3 separate regions of the Gasterosteus aculeatus genome follow, and regions 2 and 3 are each linked to region 1. Evidence: chromatin contacts called from public Hi-C data. All regions are on one chromosome and are shown on one strand. Each heading gives the region's core, a stretch centred on a gene start, on an enhancer-like site or on the middle of the called end of the contact. The rest is flanking DNA. Distances are from core to core; before and after follow the strand shown. Region 1 holds the start of rxraa (retinoid X receptor, alpha a). Region 2 overlaps rxraa (retinoid X receptor, alpha a). Region 3 has its middle 57 kb from the start of rxraa.

The links. Hi-C and Micro-C count contacts between places; a contact is called where the count stands out from the background.
Region 2: a Hi-C map of skeletal muscle shows a contact between it and region 1, with 4 times the contacts expected there. The contact joins the enhancer-like site here to the promoter of rxraa in region 1. A contact is called at or near these places in 3 of 6 Hi-C or Micro-C datasets (skeletal muscle and whole body).
Region 3: a Hi-C map of skeletal muscle shows a contact between it and region 1, with 2.9 times the contacts expected there. The contact joins the enhancer-like site here to the promoter of rxraa in region 1. A contact is called at or near these places in 2 of 6 Hi-C or Micro-C datasets (skeletal muscle and tail fin).

The regions. Positions count from the first base shown.
Region 1 is chr14:13,479,812-13,484,550 of fGasAcu3.hap1.1, forward strand. rxraa (retinoid X receptor, alpha a) reads right to left here and starts at 2,307. Exons shown (of 11, transcript XM_040198293.2): 1 at 1,821-2,307. The coding sequence starts at 1,848.
Region 2 is chr14:13,418,066-13,422,804 of fGasAcu3.hap1.1, forward strand. rxraa (retinoid X receptor, alpha a) reads right to left here. Exons shown (of 11, transcript XM_040198293.2): 6 at 1,409-1,578. Among protein-coding and RNA genes, the nearest start is that of LOC120832194, 19 kb to the left of the region's middle. Within about 2 kb of position 2,261, at least 3 of the 9 cell types and tissues checked have open chromatin away from gene starts, as enhancers often do.
Region 3 is chr14:13,537,082-13,541,820 of fGasAcu3.hap1.1, forward strand. No RefSeq gene overlaps it. Among protein-coding and RNA genes, the nearest start is that of rxraa, 57 kb to the left of the region's middle. Within about 2 kb of position 2,105, at least 4 of the 9 cell types and tissues checked have open chromatin away from gene starts, as enhancers often do.

The sequences.
Region 1 (4,739 bases), core at 1,057-3,556:
TGCTCCAAACTGAAAGGACACATTCTCCTTCCAATGGCATCTCTTCAGTCTTCACAGCTTTGCTGAAAGCACCGAGCAGATGGTGCCAACTGTAGCCATCGCAACCGATCCATAACTGTAAAGATGGAGCCGCTGTCACTTCAAACAGCTGCGCATCAGGTCCTCTTAATGCAGCCCGGCAGATAATTACACGGAGCGAGCGGCCAATCAATACGTCCCAAGGACTCCGGCGGACAGCGGCTGGTGTCCTTGAAGTGGCCCGATTACAAATCGCCACTCAAGTGGCCCTTCGACGGAGCAAGTTTAAATAGAAGGGGCGATTTAAGGCCAGTGTAGATTAGGACCACGGAAGAGCTGCTGATGCAGCGAACGCAGGGTGGGTGGGTTGTTTGAGGGGAGGGGGGGCTCTAATTATTTGAACAATTAAAGTGTTTTTACAGGGAACCCGCTGGGCCTTCCAGACCAGGAACCATCTTCCTTGAGCTACTCCGGAGTACGCTCAGGCACACTGAAACTTGAAGCACTTTTGGCGTGGACACACAATACGCTGCACCTGTAATAACAGGCCCATCAAGTGTGTGCAAACGCTGGCCCCCCTTGTAACAGAAGAAAGCCTACCCGGCGTCTCAGAAGTCTCAGAAGCCCCCCCCCCCGGCCACAGCCCCTCTCCTGTGAATCTCCTTGGGTGCATCCAGGCGGGGCTGAGGATGTACCGCGTTGAGGTTGTAATGCGACCCCCCCCCCCCCCATGAAAAGAGTGGCAGACACAATAACGTGTCTGCTCCACAGATCTGTACTGTGTCTCTGTTGCAGGAGAAGGGGGAGGGGGGGGAGGGGGGGGTTCACTTTGACAAACTCACAGCAGCAGCTCAGCATTAATTATTTACAGTGTGGCGTGTGACAGCGGCTGCTTGAAGAGGAATATTTCTAAAAGAAACGACTCGGATTAGTGGTTTTAAAACAGTAGTTCAGAAAAAGTATTTAGGCTTTTTCTGGAAATTCAAGCGTCACTAATTGAAATGATATTGCTCCACTTATTCTTACTTTCTGGTGACATGCAGCGAGGGTAAATAAATGTGACAGTTGCCCTTCACCTCAACAAATAGTGGCCAATCCAGTAACATCAGCCAAGCGCAGTCTCTGATCCTTTTGCAGATTAAATCTGCATTTTGGTCCACACTAAGTTTAGTTGGCCCCTGATACACGTGCGCCCGTTTGTACCGGAGCTGACATTTAGTGTGACAACTGTCAACAAGTCGAGCCTCTTCGTTTGAGCACAGGGGCCACGAGTTTAAACTCCCAATTCTCACGCTGCTCGGCCTCATTTTCAACGTTCAGAGACAAACGGAAGCGCGTTTAAACCGAGTCACGCGACGGACAACAAGAAACGCGTTAAAGAGGCAAAAAACAAAAGGACCGAACTACTGAGGCGGTTCTAAAGAAGTAAAAACCGGGGAAGAAAAATAAACAAGTTCGTAACTCTGTTACTAAACCGGGACGTCTCTTTCAAACGCTGCAGCACGTGGACACGCTGAAAGTTGAAATGACTTTAAAAAACGAGTCCGCGTTTAATTGCACGCGCGCAGCTTCCTCCCGAGCGGGACGTCATCAGCCGCAAAACGTGTCCGCTTTATTAACGCACACAACCAAGGAAAACAACGTGCGCTACAAACATGTAGATGTGTGTGGCACGCGCTGTCAGCATGGGGGGGGGGGGGGGGGGGGGGTACAGTGCGAGGACACGAGTCCCACCATTCTGCAAATTATCATTTCGTTAAAGAACCCATGATGTCCCACACATTCCAAACGCTACAACTTACCCAGTGACAGGAACGGTTTGGTTTCCATGTCGGTCGGTTAGCTCATGCCCGCTGAGACGACCGCGTTTCGGGGGAGTTTTGTTGTTGTTGTTGTTGTTGTTGTTGTTACTTCGCCGGCGGGCCGCCCGTGGTTGCTGGTGCTGCCGCGGTCCTCTCTGTCAAGTTGTGACTCGCGGGCACGGAGCGGTAGAAGTGACAGGTCGACGCGTGACACGTCTCGGAAGATAACCGAGATGTTTGCGCCGTGTTGTCGTTTGGCCGCTCAGCTGCTGCGCTCTCGTCCCCTCTCCTCTCCCTCTCTCCCTCTCTCCCTCTCTGCGCTCGCCGTGGCAACAACTTCCAACTAGCAGAGAGAAGCGCAAAAGGGGGCCGCGCAGGGGGTACTCCCACCGACGTACCGTCGAGCAGCAGCGACGCGGGTTCAGACGCGGGTTTACCGCGAACTCTGAAAGAAAGAAAACGCGCAGCGCATTGGTTTTTTAGGACTAAACGCGGGCACGTCGCCTTTAAGCAAGGCGGAGTTTTTTTTTCTCCCAAATCACGCGAAGTCACTTTTTAGCTGAGCGACATTCACGTCTCGCTGCTTATCTCCTCCTCCTGTAACAGTCACATCTGTTGAGTCAGGGCCTCTGACTCTGGACAGATGTTAGAACTGCGAATGTCTACAGGCTGCACACCGCTCATGCAATTAGCATCTCTCAGACCTAAAAAAAACAGGACTGACATTCAGAGTGCTGATCGTATATTTGCAATTATTGATATCACTGTTAAGAAGGTTGTGGTACTTTCAGATGTACTGTTGTCATCACGAAGCCTGCGTTTTTTGTCAATCCATCAAAGCGTCTAGAAAACGTCACAGAAATCTTTAAAGTTTTCAGCATAAGCTTTACTGCACCATTTGCATGTGTTGGAGTGCTCTTGCTCTCTCCCCCCCCCCCCCTCCTCTGTTCATGCCACTGTATCTGTCCTGCACATGACAGTTTATGCCTGATTCAAGCCACATCCTTCTTGTGTGCACCTCCTCCCCTTCAACACCCAGGTTCTGTGCACACATAGAGGCAGGCGCGTGTACCAGGAGAGTGAAAAGTGTCCCTCCTTTGGCCCAGATCGAAGGAAAGTACCCCCCCCCCCCCCCCCCCCCCACACACACTGTGAAATCCCTTATGCATTATACTATATGCTGTATAGGGTATGCATACTCATCCTGCAGCCATCCTCAAGGCCCATGAGATGAGCATTTGAAGGTGTTCTCCACGTTTGCACCAATGGGGCGATGCATAATTAATACAATGCGTGGCACATTGAAGATCAAAGGCAGCTACGCAAGAAAAAAAAAAATATATATATATGAGGAAAAGAAAGATTCAATTTAAGTCGCGCCGTTTAAAGGTGTGTTTCTGTGCGCACTTTTTGTGTAGGTGTGCAGATGTGTGAGGAGCAATTACTCCACTCAAGGCCTTTTTGTGTGAACGCGTCCTTCATCTATCTTAGCAAGTAAACAATTGTCAACCGTCAGAGGGTGTCGTGTTGTCGCAGCGATGTTATTGAGCGGCTTAATTGGCGGGGTGAATGCTCATTAGCGACAGGGATGTGTGTGTGTGTGTGGGGGGGGGGGGGGGGGGGACGATTGAACATACCATTAGTTGTCAGCTCTCAAGGCTGTTTCTCTTTGCCTGGAGCGCCTGCCCTGTAATAGAAGACAGACACAACACGGCCTTTTCAATCGCCTCCACCGGGCCGGGCTCCCTGGTCGGCCCGAGCTAAACCGAGCTATTTAACCCTCAACTTCTGGGCCGTGATTAATAGCGTTTCGACCCCTCACCTCCACCCGTATAAATCCTCTGGAGGCTGTTGTCGGCTCTTCTCAGAAAGTCGCACCTCGGCGGAAGGAGGCGGTGAGTCCAAACTTCACCCTCACAATCGCAATGTCTCTTGGCTCGGTTCTTCTCTTTTTCTCCCTTGGGCCGGTTTTCCCTCCACTTTAAGTGACGCGCTTTGGCCTCGGGAGGATGGGGGGGGTGCACCATTAGGATACACTTTGCTAAGGTTGCTTTGACAGCCAACCTCCTCCTCCTTCTCCCCTCTCTCCTCTCTTTAAGTGGGTGATAAATGAGACAAGAGGCATTTTGGTTGCCTTTGTACTTGGACCATTCATGAAAAGCTCATCCTTAAAAGTGAATATGGCCTCTTTCAGCAGCAATGACAATGGTGTCCGATCCTGAGGAATGTACAGATAAATATACTCTGCATTTCTTTCCTATGCATTGCTAGAAGATCTTGATAGTCCAATGTGATGTCTTCAAATAGCTCTTAATGTCCAACCATTGGTCCAATGGAATTAGCAAAGAGAAAGAAGTCTCAATCTGTGTGTACACAAGTCTTTTGTATATCTCCAATACGTGGCGGGAGTCTTTCTTGGGAGCCAAGGGCGTAAGAGTTGGTGCAGTTTGTACACGTCAAATGCACTCTGGATACAAACAAAATCTTCTTCACATCCCTGGAGTCTACAAGCGGCCCGTTCCGATCGGGCATGCGTTCCTGACAGACATGCTAGGGGCAATGATCCTAGAAATAGAAAACTCGCCAATTTACAGTTGTATAGCGCAACTGTTTTTTTTGTTCATCGGAAATTAAGATGAGCCTCTATAAACCAGATATAGGAAACTACTCCAATTAAGGTGTCGGACAAATTGTTACACTTGTTTTCTTTGCCTTTCTTCCAAATGAAAAGAAGAAAGTGTGCTACAAGGAATCCAAAAGCATGTGAGATCATTAGGGCGTTTGCTGAGGTGTTCAGCATTGTCTGTCCCCGAGGGAGAATCTTGATCGTCACGGCCCTGGGTTCACATTCCTTAACCCCTGGGTCAGGGCTTTGTCTGAGGATAGCACTGAGGCAACTTCCACTGCGGAAATCAACAA
Region 2 (4,739 bases), core at 1,011-3,510, 62 kb before region 1:
GCGGGCACCGAGAGACGCGCCAGGGCTGTGCCAAAAAAACCACACTCAGTGCATTAGTGTGTCTGAGCATCCAGCCGATCCCCCGTGAAACCCCCCCGCCCCGCCCCCTTCTCCCGCTCCCTAATGTCAGGGCTCATCTCCTACATTTCCATCTGCCTCCCCCCCAAAATAGCTCCCATTTACTCACATAACAGCCCTCACTTTTCTACCTTCACTTCATAGGACACTTCCATCCCCTGGAGCAGATGAATCCCAGAAGAAGTCCTCCCTCCCCCTCCTCCAGTCTCTGTTCCCCTCCCTCCCTCCCTCCTTTGCTGGGCCGCCGCGCAGCTCCCCTGTTTCTCATGTTGCAGCAGAATTCCTGAGGAAGCTGAGGCTTTGTGGGAAGCTTTCAGGAACAGTCTGCCTGTTGCATTATTCATCACTGTTTAAAAGACAGCCCTCAGTGCCCAGCCGATACGAAAGGGGGAGAGGGGGGGGGGGGGGTGTGAACAGCTGAGCGAAGGAGATACTGCAAGGTGCACAGGTAAAGCAGCACTGCAGACTACAAGCAGCCACCTCCAAAGGGACTGAAAGACGGAGGACAAACGGTAACCGCGGCGATCTTTACCGGCTGACAGAGGAGACGCTCCTCAAGCAGCAAGTATAATCACACGATGAGCACCACGACCGCACTGCAACATGACAAATATGTAAATAGATGCTAACCTGTCAGCACGCAAACCAGGAGGTAACTGTTTCCTTCTAAAAAAGTGTCTTAAACTTCCATTCTCTCAGCTAGCCACCAGAGGGCGACTCCAATAGTTGCAAAAAAAGCTTTTTTGCAAAACACCTTTTCACAGGTTGTTTTCAGTTCATGCAAAAAAAGAAAAGAAAAACTAGCATGGCGACAGCCCAAATGTCCACAAACCAATGGCTGAGGTCACGGATGACTGCATTCCTTTTTTTACATACACACTATGATACAGTGTGCCTTAACTCTGCAATTTAAAAGTGAGATATACTACATGCAGCTGGAAGGTTGAGACCACATGTGGACAATGGTGGGACCGCTCCAGGAAGATTTGGGAGAGCAGAAAAAAAAAAAGCATGAGCCATAAATCTGAAAAACATTTAGCTTTCTCCTCCATGAGCGTACAGCGGTGCAGTTGAACCCAGTCAAGAGTCCTGTACCATTACGTATTAGTTCTTAACAATGCATTGCGTTTCTTTCCCCATAGTAATTCCAATAGAAAAACAACATTACACAATCCATCCCCATTAACCAACAACCCAAATCAGAAGCTTTAAGGCACAGTTGTGTGCTGCATGGTTTCAACACTGAGCAATCGCAGAAGGACAGCGTGTGAGTATTTGGGGAAAGGGAATGATGGGAGGGGGAGGGGGGGGGGGGGGGAAGCCCACTCACCGAATTGGATGGCACGCCGAGGTTGGTCTCGATGTAGGTCTCCGTTTTGGGTTCCACCGCCTGCTCGGCCTCCAGAATCTTCTCCACGGGCATGTCCTCGTTGGCGCAGCTGGAGGACTCTACCTCGCTCTCGTTTCTCTCCTTGGCTCGCTGGCGCTCCTCCTGAACGGCTGCATGTAACAAAACTGGTTCCGGTCACTACTGCTGTTTTTGGTTTTGTTTTAGTGCTTTTACAGCGGGCTGACTGATACGGTTTCATGTTTATAGAATGCCAATATACTGCAGTTAGTGGCATCTGATAAAAACAACTCAATGTATGAAGTGTTATGTATTTAACGCTGTTATTTGTCTGCAGGGCACCTACTTTCAAATTCTCTAAACAAACAGATTCAGTGTGAAGTCTGCAGAATGGATTGTAAAACATAATTTCATCCATCATTTGTGAGAAAAACGTAGTGTGGCGGCTGTCACTTTTTCTTTTCTACAATGACAATGTCTGGTTTGAGATAATGAACACAACTTAAACTCCACTGGGAACCAAACTGGAATCTTCCCTACGATTAGACATCATCATTGTGTTCCCTTGCCTGCTACAGGCGTTGTGTACCCAGTCAATGGTGACATGACCCAATGTGCTTTCTGCAAGTAAGCATGTCCAAGAGTTCCGGCCTTAATAATTGCTTCTTCTGACCTAAAGCTCGACATAATGCACAAAACTAGCGTGGAGGTGTTTTTCTGTGTTGAGTGTAAAAATAAAAAATAAACGTTTGTAGCATAAGATTGCCGGCTCTGCTGATTGGCTTGGCGGAGGAGACACAGGAAGTGGTTTGTGTGCCGAGCAGACACCGAGACTCACTGCGGCGGAGGCAAAAGAAACCGCAGCTCCGCCCCCATGCAGGAAAAGCTGTGTGTATGTATGTGTGTGCGTTTTGTCTTTTCATAACGCTATAATTTACTTAACCACAGAAATAAAAGTGCTGCGTTTTTTTTTATTTTATAGGTTCGTCCTGCGCACACATAAGGAAAAAAAAAAGTAAAAGTTTGTGAAACGATGTGTTGGATGATAAAGTGCTTTGGTAAACGGGACGTTGACATGCTAGCTTACGTACACACCTGGGGAACCGTCCCAGCGCGCACACACACACACAATAATCTGTCTGATCTGTTCCAAGTCCTGAATCAGAGGCCAGGGTCTTGTTGTGGGGGGAGGGGGGTTGTTGGAAGAGGAGAGGGGAAAGGGGCCCCATTTTAGAGGAACTGCTGTCTGGCGGTGGAGGTCAGCCCAAGGGCAGAATGCTTGTGTTGGAGTCAGCGAGAGGTGAGGAGGGCTGAAATCATGTTAGCTTTATTCCGCCTCCACGTCGTCGTCGTCCTCCTCCTCTCCCGACTGGGAGGGCATAAATTCATTTAATCCTGTTTTTCAATAGATTCGCTTACCCTTTTGGGCTACTGCTGTTCTCTCACCGCGGCCCTCGAGGTACAGTGTTGGTGGGGGGGGGTGGTGGGCTTAGGCAGAGAGGCGGTAAATTATGATATCCTTGAAAGGAGTAAAATGGCCTAACAATGATAAAAATAATAAGGGGGGAAGGGAGGGGAGGCCAAGTAAAGGTCAAGACAAATTGGCCTTGGATTAAAAATAGCTTCACCCCAGTTCTTGTGCACACCTGGTTCACACCCCCTCCGCCCCGCACCACCGATTCACTCCGTATCTGCATCCTGTGGCCGCGTGGCGCCCGTGAAGGGGAGGGGCACCGATTGATCCGTTCAATGTGTGAAAGGGTGCTTACCAGCACTGCTGAGAGCGCTCATATTTTTTTAACAGCCTCGTGAGGTGTTAAAACTCACACCTCACTGCCAGTGAACCCCCCCCCCACCCTCCCCGATCATTCCTCAAGGTGCCTCTTTGTGTCCAATAATCACACGAGGGATTCAACTCGGAGAGCCTTCTTCAGTGCAGGGAAGCGATCGGGACTTCTCCAGTGAAAAGGCTTCCTCCTCACATAACCAGTGTGTCCTACATGACGCCTTTACGTTTTTGATACGAGGGCCTCTTTGGTATTTGGGTTTGCCCTCGCACTCGCTAGATTCTCTTAGCGCCTTCATTTCTAAAAAGCCACCCCGAGCCACTAGAAATCGAGTCGTGGAGGATTCAAACTGAGCGGTATGAGTTGTTAGGCTAGGATCAATCACAAACTACCTCTCCTCCGCTGAGACAAGCTATAAATGTGACGTGATGCCTTGTTAAAGTACTCATCAGCTGGCCTCCCCCGGGAACGCTGACCAAGGTAAGACTGTCCTTCATAAGATAATTATTTCGTTGGCCTATTTTAAACTCATTGGACGTGGAAGTTGCAAGAAGGAGGTTTAAAAGCTCAATGTCGGAGGACTTGTAGCGGAGAGGGACTCCAGCATGACATTCACGGTAGTCACACCTTAAATGTCACAGTTGAGGACAGGCTGTACTATGAGAGGACGGGGTTTCTGTACTATGAGAAGAGTCATTTAAGTTTGCAGGAACGTTGCATCATGAACAACTCCTTTCAAACTATCGATAATGCACTGGTTGCTGTGCTGCTGTCCTCCTCCCAGAGGTTTAGAAACCACACTTGCTAAAGAAGACTAAAGATGTGATTTCAAAGCGAATGTTTAATGAGTGGCCTCGTCCTCCGCGGTCGCATGTTCTGTACATGTGGGCTCGCCGTGCGACTGATTAGGTCCCTGCGTCCTTTCGCAGCGGTAGGCGCGGCCCATCGGCGGCCTCTAATTTGAGAGATGCGCTGCACGCTTTCCCCCCCATGCCGTACAAAACAATATGATATCCAATATGACTGAGTTGGGCTTTTTCAGTATCTTAAGCACAAGAAATCTGTTGTTTGTGGGAGCGAGTGTGTTCACCGCGGATCGCCAGGCAGTCCCACGCAAACGTCGAGTTCATGCAAGTAATCGGGAGTGCGAGGGCGCCACTGGTATGTTTTCATTTCTCTGCCAGGTCTCACGGAGCCCCGCTCGGCAACCAGCACGCCGGCGTTCCTGTAGCTGGTACGGCCAAACGCATCATTTCCTTTCAAAAGAAGTGCTTGAAGGAGAAGTCTCCTTTGAAGAGGGGCGAGACGGCAGAGCCAATGGCTGCAACGCACTGCGTATGATGTATTAAAGTATTGCTGGAAGTTTACGTGTAATAATTAGATACAGGTGCTTCACTTCTAGGAAGCCAGAGAAAAGTCACGTCTCCGGTGCGCCACATTTGCCCCTCTGCATACAGTTTCATCATGTCCACTTTTAACCCACATTGAACTGACGGAGCCACAACGTGTGCACGGTGAAAATGTCT
Region 3 (4,739 bases), core at 855-3,354, 57 kb after region 1:
AACTTTCCCCACATGCCATAATTTACTTATAGGAACCCTAAAAGAGTTGTCAAGCTAAATAAAGGTTCGGACATTGTTAGTAATTTAAGTTTGAGATTACTCTATTTGTACAAATGTATCAAAAACAAATCCAAAAGCTATTTTGCTAATAATTGAATTTCCCTGAAAAACTGAATCCATTATTTCTCGAGAAAATAATGTCCAATTTTATAGAGATGCGAATTATGGCTTGGGGAGAAAATATTTCCTTCAAAACCATTTCCATCAGTCATAATCAGGAGCTTGTTGAAAATATTGACTTTTTTGAGAGGCTTTTAGACTAATTTAAGAAAAAACAACAAACATGTTACAAGAAATTAATTTAAAAAAAACTTCAATGTTTTATATATGCATCTTTTTTTCATCTGAAACTATTATATGATCACATCAGCCTTGTTACAGCTCGTCAAAGAGAAACTTAAATGTTTTGTGTACCTTCAAATGTTTAACTACAACATTCACATTGCTGCAGTGATGGCGACGTGTACTCCAGGATGTCAGTACAGCGGGATATCACTGCTCTGCTTATTTTCAACTATGAACTAATTGATTTGATATTTGATTTTGTGTTATGCATTAAGACACTGACTTATACTCTTCACTGTTTACTACGAGTATTAATGAGAAAAGATGAAAAGCTGATACTTCACTTCAAGCATTAATTTGAATGAAGACGCCATATTAGGAAGAACCTCTTTTCCATCATTCCTCTGAGGCTGTGGATAAGAATAATGTCGCATTCACCAGGATTAATCACACTGGCGGACGAGAAAAGAGCGGCGCAAAACACCCCCATGGTTCAGTCAGTGATAGATGACTTCACGGATAAATTAGACAAGAATGTAACTAATGTGCGTGGAATTGACAATGAACCAGTGTGCTATAAAAAGATCCATCGGGATAAAGTCATACGGCGTTCACCCTTCCTGTGATCATAATATTCATGCTTTTGAATCTTCCTCTGGTGTTGAACGCTGTTGTTTTTCATAAGCCTTGCTCTTGACGGGAGCTTCTTTCACTTTGGTTTGTATTGACTTCGGGCGTCTAAATGGACGGAAAAAGGGTTCTGTGGTTTTCACAGAGTAAAAGAAGGGGTGTGTGAGTACTGTCTGTCTGAAAGCCAGGGGTAAAAAACAACAACAAGAGGCTCTCTTTATAAAACAGAATTACAGAAAAAGTAGTTGTGTAAAAAAGATCAGACTTTTGCGTTGTGTTTTCAAAAAGGGACAGAGATACAATTGTTTCACAGATGAGAAAACCTCCTCCCTGTGCTCTCATGCTCCCCTTCTTTTTGTACCGATGCTTATTATGTGTAAAGAAGCCTCTGGCATTGAGCTCTCTGTGTGGCAGCGTTCGGTTCAGGAATAACAGAATCCAACAAAAACAGAAAAAAGATTCCACATAGGAAGGCAGTCAGGCCACTGCAACCCACTCGGAAAACAGCTGGAACCTCTGGGAAGGCTGTTCTTTGATAAACATTGATGTTTGTAGATCCGTGCTCTCGTGTTGTTAGTTCTGCTGCACAGAGAGGATATGCCCATCACTTCAGACCCCCCCCCCCCCCCCCCACCTCTTACATGCACCATCTTTCATTTTCTCTGCTTTACCGCCTCCCCCTGTTCACTTCTAGTGTCAACAAAAGATTTGCTACTTTGTGGTGCTAATGAGTCCTTCCTTCTGCAAGTGCAAACACAGGATGACGGACACTGCAGACGCGTAAACAGAGACAAATCTTCTGATTATGATGAGAGTGTCCTCTCATTGACACATGAAGAGGTGGATCCGTGCTCAAACGAGCACCGATTACAATAGCAGTGAAGTCAATCTGAAGCCAAACGTTAACAGATGCGGCCGCCGCAAATTCAGTGGCGTCTTTCCGCTGAACTGTCTGTTTTAATGTGACTCTTAACTCAAACACCTGGTTTCATCAGCTTGTATAGGAACCCTAAACAGAAGGAGGTCAGATTGGGGCTAGCATGTTATTTGTAGCAATAATACATTCACAGGAAAATACTACTACTAATACTATGCTTAGACAAATCCTGGCACGACCAAGTCTGACAGGTGCGACAGGAAAAGCAGGAAAGCACAACAGTGCCAAGACCTGTTTAAACTGATTGCTATCAACTCTACAGAACGCAAAAATGATGGTAGAAGGCCAACAAAGAGAAAACCCACAACAACGTCAATTTCTGTGATGAGGTGACCGATCCTGCTTGGAAGATATTTTGATGAAAAAAAAAGGAATTCTGTCTCTCACTCAAGAAACAAAAAGTTTCTTTTTTGTAACTTGTTGTTTCAGTCAGACATTGACTTCTTACCTCCTCCTCCTCCTCCTCTCCCCACGTCTATCACTCTATGTTTTCTTAACCATTCGTTTCCTCGCTGCGCGGTTCTTTCCAGCACACATGTGGTTAATGGGATGATGGTGAGCAGACGTCTCAGTGCAGAAGCGGGACCGAGGGGGGGAGGGGAGGGGGGTGCGCAAGTCCCAGTCGACTTAAATAACCAAATAATTGGAATTTCTAAAAACAATGGTTTCCTGACTTCTCCACGACCCCTCACCTTATCATTCAAGGGTCGTGGAGGCCTAAACTTGAACCCATCTTACTCCAGAACATTTGGCTGGCTGCCACCTCAGGTTAACCCCACAGCCAGCGGCCCGAGTTACAGGGGCCCCGTCAGTCCCACTCAGCGGATGTGCTGGGATAAGCCCTCCCACTGGACTGCTGTTGCCTTTGGCTTCCTTCCGCTCCTGCTCTTTGCTGTGGTTTTCTAACTCGGACGGCGGACATTTGCGCGGAGATAAAAAGCTAAACACTAATGATGGGTAACTGCAGGAAACTTTGCACCTCCCCCAATACAACTAGATTAACAACCGGTGAGCAATGCACACTGTCGGCACCCATCATTGGAAAACACAAAAGGACCCCTAACGGAGTAAGGTCTAATAACATCAGCATGCAAGCCTGTGGCTCCAGCTCGGTACCAGGGAAACAGCAGCGAGTTACCTTGGTTACAGATCTCTTTCACTATCTCCATCTAACGACCTGCTGTCTTAAAATGGGGGCTGAGAGTTGTTATGGCAAAATTTTAATGGATTTTGGGTCGAGTAGTTTGAATTTGAAAGAAATGAAGGACATCCTTCTGCCTTGCAATGATTGTGATTTAACATGTGTATAGTTTTGTGTTTTCATTCAGCTTTAGGTTATATGAGCAGTCAGAGGGTATTACTAACAGAACACACTCAAAGATGAATAATACAACTTGCAAATTAATGTGAATTCATTTGGACCGAATTTAGAGTACCAGCAGGATGGTCAAGATTGTTGCAAGGTGAAAAAAAGGTACCGTTCAGTGGAAACAACAGTGAGTACTGAGGTAGGCCAACTTGCTTACAGTGAAGGACAAACTTAACAGAACAATCTTAATTGTATAAAGTGACAGATGCTAAATCCCTGAATATATGTGACCATTGCTGTGCCCACGCTTGTTTAAAAATTAGGTGCACTGCGGTGCATTCTACTTAAGATAGAAAGCAATATTTCACAATTTCTGCCTCTTTAGGCAAGTAATATTTTGAGTGGAGCAGTATTTAATTCATTTAAATTAAATTTAGGAGCATCACATGAAGAAAAGCAATTCACATCAATGCACACAGTAAACCAGTGTATTATTAAATGTTAAATTTATCAGTGTTCCACAGTTAGTTTCAGAGAAAATTAATTTTCTGAAGCCTGTGGGCCATTCCGGACTCGAAACATTGATTTTCCATTAAAGATCATGTTGCCAATTTCTGGTGTACAATCAAAGGTTTGTCAAACCCCTGGCGTATAAGGTTCAGTCATTCAGGGAGAGAAGATGCAATGTTTCTTCTGTTTGCACCGTCTAAACTCTTTTTTGAAATAATAGTGAATGAAATGATGAGACCAAATATGAATAATCTGAAGACATTAACAGCTCGATTAGGATCAGAATACATCACAGAATATCCCCTGCAGAACTGCCAAACACCCTGCCGCTGACTGCTCCCTTTGCCATGTGTTGGGCTTTACTCAGTTAAAGAAGACATTTTAGTTTTACATTTTTAAATTTTCTCTCCTTCTTGATTTTTCCCTTTATAACTGTATTATTCTCTTTGATGTTAAAATGAAAAAGGAGCACATTACTTAATTATTCTACAGAGAACAAACCTTTGATTTTAGCTCTTCATCAAGCAAAGGTTGTCATTTTTTGCTTAAAGTCACAGAGAGAATTTTAATACCTTAATCAAATTAATTGGACTTCAATCATAAGTCGGGTTTGCTGAAGAATGCATTATATGGGGAACAGAATGCATGTGGGGCTAGGCATATTTTCTATCTCCAAGCAAGTGTTTTTACCATATTTATTCAGGCTCTCTTTTTTGGAATGACAAAATCATTTTCTAGCAAACTGAACCTCCATCCTCTGTGCAGCCTGTTGAAAAGGCTGCATGGCACAACGTCATCTCTGAAAAGGGTTTTAAAAAGCACCGCCATTCAGAAATTGGATCTCCCATTTGTAGCTCATAGTTATCACATTTTATAGAAGATTATATTCAATTTTTTTTGTGGACAAAGGTTTGTTCTGAATTTTAATTCTGTAAATTTTCACTGATTTTTATGAGTCAGTTTTCTATTTTTGTACCAATAGATTCGATAGAACAACAACAAGACACT